2 separate regions of the Canis lupus genome follow, and region 1 is linked to region 2. A link is a contact called in public Hi-C data. All regions are on one chromosome and are shown on one strand. Each heading gives the region's core, a stretch centred on a gene start, on an enhancer-like site or on the middle of the called end of the contact. The rest is flanking DNA. Distances are from core to core; before and after follow the strand shown. Region 1 holds the start of SPRED2 (sprouty-related, EVH1 domain-containing protein 2). Region 2 overlaps SPRED2 (sprouty-related, EVH1 domain-containing protein 2).

Region 1 (3,491 bases), core at 807-3,306, 84 kb before region 2:
CAAACCTAGGCATTCCTTCCCTGTCTAGTTCCCTTTTCAGCACTACACACCAGCACTCAGTATCAAAGGCAGGTGAACCCCTCTACATGTCCACAAAGATCATGGTTTTGATAGGCATGAGGCCTAGGGTAAACCACTAGTTTCTCCTTGACTGTTATACTGTTACTATCTTTGGAACACTTGTGGCTCTCCAAATGCAAATATTGGTATACTACAATTGTAGTATACACCTTAGGTATACTACATTTGAGACGCATATTTAATCTCTTAATTTGTTCAATGGCTGCTACTTGGTTAAAATCTCTGCACGTTCTCCTGGCATATTCAGTAGGGTGCAATGTCTACTGTGCTTGGAGAGCAGGAAGGGGCAGGGACTGTACTTCTTGCTCTCTATCTAGCAAGACCCCCAGGAAGAAGCACTAAACAACTATGTCATCTGTGGGACCCACTGCAAAGTAAAAACGTGGAGCCCCTTGTTCCAACACCGCAAAGAATTTCAAAACTGCAACAGCAGAATGTCAAACCAAGTTAAGATCCCTGTGCAACTAACTGCACAGGTTGGGTGCCCTGTCCATTGCCCAGACAGTGCTGCTTTGGAGAACATGGGCCCACCCAGCTCATGGACCTGAGCCAAGACAAGACACATCATTTAAAGACAAAAGGTAGGGAGAGGGGGTATCCAGTGTGCCAAAGCCCACCGGACTGGTAACCTATGGCCCAGTAACTGGGGCCTTCGAAGGGCCATCCTCCAACACGAGAGAGGTTTATTAAGTAATTTTTTTTTAATTTTTTTTCTTTATTTATGATAGTCACACAGAGAGAGAGAGAGAGAGAGAGAGAGAGAGAGGCAGAGACACAGGCAGAGGGAGAAGCAGGCTCCATGCACCGGGAGCCCGACGTGGGATTCGATCCCGGGTCTCCAGGATCGCGCCCTGGGCCAAAGGCAGGCGCCAAACCGCTGCGCCACCCAGGGATCCCTATTAAGTAATTTTTAAAATGTATTTGGGCTCACCTTTTAACCCAAGGAAGCCCATCATTTCTACTGAAATGCATTTGCATTTCTGAGCTGTGTTGGAGTTACCTTTTTTTTTTTTAAGTACAAATATCGATTCCTCGTAAATGTCCACTCCTCTAGCAAGACAAAAAAAAAAAAAAAATCACAAGATTCATGAGAAACTGAAAAGCCTCTGCCATTCGGAACCTTGGCAAAAACACCTGTGCCGCCTCCCCCCGCCTCCCGCCGCAGCGCGGGGGAGCTGGTCCTCCAAGCCCGAGCACCCCTGGGGCCTCCCCTGAACTCCGCGCCTCCGCCCCCGCCCCCCACCATCGTTAATCCAGGGGTTCGGATGGAGGGAGGGAACCAAACTGGAGCCAGATGTGCGCGAGCCCTCGGCTCCCTCCCGCCTCCTCCCTCCTCCCGGGCTTCTCAAAACCCGGAGCGTCGTCCGGCAGGGATCCGGAGCCAGGCAGACGCCGCACAAACAGCTCCGCTCCGCGGCTCCTCCGGGAGCGCCAGCCGGGAGGGAGGGGGCAAGGAAGCCGGGCATGCTCAGTAGGCGGGTCAAAGTTTTTTTTTTTTTTTTTTTTTTTTTTCCTCTCTCTTCTCCCTTTTTTTTTTTTTTTTTTCGGTCGCAAGTAGGAAGCTTTTTTGCACTCCACCACCTCTGGCCGCTGGGAAGACGTCATCGCTTCCGCCCTACTTCCTCCTCCTGTTGGCGGCGGTGAGAATCCAATATGGAGTAAATCGGCGGAGTCGGGAGATGGGGCTCGGACGGGGCGCCCTGCACCGCCTCCCAGGCGCACCTCCCCCGGCCGCCGGCCGCTCCCCGGAACCGTGATTGGCCCGGGCCCCGGGGGCGACCCCGGGCCGAGCCCCCGCCCGCGGCCGGCCCTCCCCCGGCCCCCGCAGCCCCCGCCGTGCACGGCGCGCTTGTTTTTCTGTCTCCCCCGCCGCCGTCCGCTGCCCGGGGCGCTCCCGCTCCGCCCGGGCCGAGCCCCCGAGCCCCTCCGGCCGGGCCCCGGGCGCCGCGGCGCGCGCCCCCTCCGCGCCCCCTCGCGCCCCCGCGCGCCCCCTCGCGCCGCCCCCTCCCCAGCCCCACCGGGCGGTCTCCGGAGATGTGAAGCCGGGGCTGAGCGCGCAGGAAGATGAAGGGAGCCGGGCTGCCCGCCGCGGGACAGGCGTCGAGGTGAACAGGAAAATGACCGAAGAAACACACCCGGACGAGTAAGTTCGGCTGCGGGGCGGGAGCGTGCCCGCGGGCGCAGCGTGGGGTGGACCTTGGCGTGGGCTGCGCGCCTGCCCCCTGCCCGCCGAGCGGGGAGGGGCGGCGCGGCCAAGGGCGCGCGGGTGACCTCGGGGCGCCCCCCCCAGATCTCCCGCGGCCGGGGCGGAAGGACCGGGCACCCCCGCTGCGGCTCCCCGGGGCCGGTGGGTTTTCCCGTGGGGGCTCCGCGGCTGCCGCCCCGCCGCTCGCCCCCCATCCCCGTCCCTCCCCATCCCCGTCCCGCCATCCGCATCCCCATCCCCGGTCCCGCAGGCAGCCCACCGGGGGCCCGGGCTCCGCCATTTCGTTTTTCTTGAATCGCTCTCATTTGCATACCACATTTTCATTCATAAAAAAAAAAAAAAAAAAACAACGCGGCGGAGCGGAGGGAGGACGGGGCGCGGGCCGCGCGGGGGGCCTGCGGGAGCCGGGGATCCCCGGGCGGGGCGCGGCGCGGCGGGGGAGCGGCCGGAGGGGTCCCGCGGCGCGTGTGAGCTCGTGTGCACGCGCCCTGGGGCTCGGGACGGGCGCCCCGCGGGGTGGGGGGGCGGACCCGAGGCGGGGGCTGCGGGGGCGGGCGGGGCGGCGTGCGCGCGTGCACGGGGTGCAGGGGGTGCAGGGGTGCGTGCCCGGCCCGCGGGCCCCAGGGAGCGGTGCTCGGGGCGCTCGGCTGGGGGGCCCCCGGGTGGCCCGCCGCCCCCCGCGGGCTCGCTCGCCCAGCCCCGGGCCGAGGTGAGGCTCCTGCAGCCTCGCGGTCGCGGAGTCGGAGCTGCCGTCCTCCCACCCGCGCCCGGGGCGCCCCGGTGCAGGGGGAGCCGAGGCCGGGCTCCTGGGCCCGGCGCCTGAGGTCGTCGGCCGCGGGTCCGAGCGGTCAGCGCTCGGCGGCCGTCCCCGCTGCTCAGTGGCTGTGCCCGCCACCAGCCACTTTTTTTTTTTTTTTTTTTTTTGTGAATAAGACGCTCTCCTTTATTGTCACATGATATCCCTCCCCTCCTCCCCTGCACATTCATAAATCCGGAGCCTGCCTCGGCTCCTTTCATTCAGAGCTGCCCTTAGCGAAGGTAGCAGTGGCGCGGGCTGGGGCGCAGAGCCGTGGGCGGCGCGGGGGCGCGGGGCCGTGGGGGCTGCGGGGGCCTCTGCTCCTGCGAGCCTGGACCGTGCCGAGGGGGGAAGTGACTCAGGGCTGGGTGACCCGGAGGGCTTCTCTTGCAGCAGGTGACCGAATGC
Region 2 (3,214 bases), core at 248-2,747:
GTAGAGTCACAGGAAAAGTTGAGGCACAAGGGAGTCACGGGAAACCTGGGTGAGTGCGGGGTGAGCAGGGGTGTAGGGCGGTGGCCTCTGGTAGACTGGAGATGGCAGTGGCCGGGCGCTGGCTGGCGTGGGGGGTGGCCGAGGGTCTTCCCTCAGTCCCGAGGACAGAAGGCCTTCTGTGTTAACTCTGCATCGTTATTTCCCCCAGAATCTGGCCCAGTGCCTGGCATATAGAAGATGTGAATATATGTTTGAATGAGTAAAAAAATGAATTCTGTCCAAAGAAAGAAAACAGCAAATGAGAATTTAAAGGGCCTTGCCGAGACACCCAAGCGCGTTTCCCCAAAAACGATGAAGAATGAAAAGAGCTAGAGTTGGTCTCTGGAGAAGAAAGAGGATTTTTGGCAAATGTGCAAAAGAACTTCTTGCGAAATTGAAGTTTAGACTGGAAAAAATAAAATCATAAACAGAAGGCAACACATGTGTAGAGGGTATTGGGACTGAAATGCTTTCCCACCTACATACATGATCGCATGGTGAATGTGCGATTCGGGAGGGAATTATCCTGTTCTTGTGCTAAATCAAAAGATTATTAGTTTTAAAAAAAATGTTAAGCCTAGGCCATTCATTGTAAACTAAGTTTTAAGGGTTGAAATGGTAATATCCTCTTAAGTTAATAGGTTTGTCTTTCCTAACTTACAGATAACAAATTACAGCAATGAGCTCATTTATTTTATTAATACAGCCCAGAAACTAGAGAATGTTATGCCTGCGTATGTCTTCAAAGACTCACAATTTTTTTTAAGAATTACTGGGTGTCTTTAAAAATGTATATTTGCCGTGTGTTTAGTTTAAGTGTTGGGTTTCCCCCCCTTACATTGAGAAGCTACCCTCTACCGTTGCTGCGAGGCATTGATTTTCTTTCGATGAGTCCAGAAACATGCTGGCTGGTGGTCCCCTTGCATTGTGAAACATGTCCTGCAGCTGCCAGACCATTGTCATGCCCCGTTCTTCTTGTTGTCGTTTTAGTGACAGCTATATTGTGCGTGTCAAGGCTGTGGTTATGACCAGAGATGACTCCAGCGGGGGATGGTTCCCACAGGAAGGAGGCGGGATCAGTCGCGTGGGGGTCTGTAAGGTCATGCACCCCGAAGGCAATGGACGAAGCGGCTTTCTCATCCATGGTGAACGACAGAAAGACAAACTGGTAATGGCAGACATGCAACGCATGGGTTTTTAAATCAGCAAACGACTGATTGCTTTATGTTTAATCATAGCCCTCTTCTCATAGGTTTGGTGGTGGTGGTTACAGTCATCCCCACCCCCCCCCCCCCGTGTCCCCACCCCCACCCCCACCCCTTATTTCTCTGACTTCAAACTGTTGTGAAAGCTTCGGAAGTTAGAGCTCTGGAGCTGTTGTCAAATGCAAAACCCTGGCCTTCCTGCGGAGGCACTTTTTACCACACTCCAGACACCGCAGGTGCTTAGAAGTCGTGTATTTGGCTGTCTTTGTGCGTCTTTGATTAATTCCGCTGTCTTTCTGTCACTGTAACAAGATACTCAAAACAGAAGTGTGTTCTTTGTTTTGAATCACACTGTCGGGAGCTGTGAGGTCGGGTTTTTTTTTTTTTTTTTCGTGTTTTTTTGTTTGTCTTGTTTGTTTTGTTTTTTTAAATGTAGGGTTTCTTCGTGGAGCATGCCATCAAGGCTTGGCTGGTAAAAGGTCAGGTGCGAAGGCTGAATGTCACCCGACATGTGGTTACTTGTCAGTACTGTTTATTGAAAAAATACTGTAGCTTTGGTTTCATACACTAATGAATAAAACATGTTTGGATAAAAGTAGTGGTATCACACATCTCTAATAATTCTACGTGCTTATTAAATACGTACTTTGGAGAGTGATCGTTACTCTTTCACGAGTGGAGCATTGGTAGTTCATAACCTACAGTTCCACGAAAGAACTTGGGTGTCCAGGTTTAAGTTAGGAAGAAATCTATGATGCGAAGAAAAATTGAATGTCCGAGCCTATTTTTAATTGGTGGCCTTGAACCTGAACATTGCTCCTCTCTGTCCTGTTTGATCCTGGAGTCTATACTGAGAAGCCAACTGTTGCTTCACAACGTGCAGGATCGTATTGGATCTCACCAGGGAAAATAGCAAGATTCCACAGGAAACGTCCGTGTTACGTCTGAGACCCTTGACAGCGAGCGTGTTGTTGAGTTTTATGTGTTAAATGTACAAATGTAATCTTCTTTTGCAACCACTTCTTTCTGTTTAAAAAAGTTACCAAATAGATAAGACAGGACAATTTGTAAATGTTATATATAGATTAACAGAAATGCTATTTTCACACTTGATTCGTTTCCAGAAAGAAGATGAATGAAAGTTTAAAAGGGAGAACATAAGCTCATTTTAAGAAGGGTGTCCATTCAGGAAATTCCCTACCCATTAGTCAAATAATCAAAATGTCCTTATTTGCAATATATTCTCAATAAAGGCAATATGACCACGCTACCAGTAAGAAAGTAAGATAACTACCATTTAGCTGACATCTGCCATGTGCTAAATACAACACTAGCCCTTTAGTTAGGTGACATCACCGTGTCCTTACAATAGCCTGGATAATTATAAGTGAAAAAAATTGAGATTCAGAAATTCCCCTTGTTCTTGGGGGACCCATCCTTCGGACCTGGAACCAGTATTTGATACCTGTCACTTTGACCCTAAAACTGAGCCAAAGTCACATGTGTACAACTGCCGTTAGTAGTTTCTCCCTGATGTGCTTATTTTTATTTTTACATAGCTCTGACTTGGAGCTTGCCAACAATTTTGTATCTCATTTGCTTTGCCTTAGCAAATTTTCTAGTTGCTGGTATCAGGTTGATGCAACATTGTTTATTTGATCATCTCCTTAGGGTTATTATCATTGTTACGGTGCTTTTCCTCCCTGGCACCCACCCACGCACCCACCCAGCATTACCTACCTGCATTCTCCACATTTACTATTTTCTTGGAATAATTTAGAGCGTCAAATTTGTATGGCTTTGGATACTTGTACGAAGAACTGCTACCAGCATGGATGAGAATTTCCTTTAACACATGGAGGGTCCTATATTTTAAGTCTTGACCAATTTGACAGAGTAAGAGTGGTATCATGTCATTGAGCACTAATGGTATTGATGTTTTTCTACTTGTTAAACAGCTATGAATTATC

Evidence for each region. Hi-C and Micro-C count contacts between places; a contact is called where the count stands out from the background.
Region 1: a Hi-C map of blood shows a contact between it and region 2, with 1.8 times the contacts expected there. The contact joins the promoter of SPRED2 here to the enhancer-like site in region 2. A contact is called at or near these places in 3 of 9 Hi-C or Micro-C datasets (amygdala and blood).

What each region holds. Positions count from the first base shown.
Region 1 is chr10:66,166,912-66,170,402 of UU_Cfam_GSD_1.0, reverse strand. SPRED2 (sprouty-related, EVH1 domain-containing protein 2) reads left to right here and starts at 2,056. Exons shown (of 6, transcript XM_038551454.1): 1 at 2,056-2,224. The coding sequence starts at 2,199.
Region 2 is chr10:66,082,329-66,085,542 of UU_Cfam_GSD_1.0, reverse strand. It overlaps SPRED2 (sprouty-related, EVH1 domain-containing protein 2), which reads left to right. Exons shown (of 6, transcript XM_038551454.1): 2 at 1,030-1,207. Among named protein-coding and RNA genes, the nearest start is that of SPRED2, 84 kb to the left of the region's middle. Within about 2 kb of position 1,497, at least 2 of the 20 cell types and tissues checked have an H3K27ac peak or open chromatin away from gene starts, as enhancers often do. A contact at or near this core is called in blood, where this site is marked.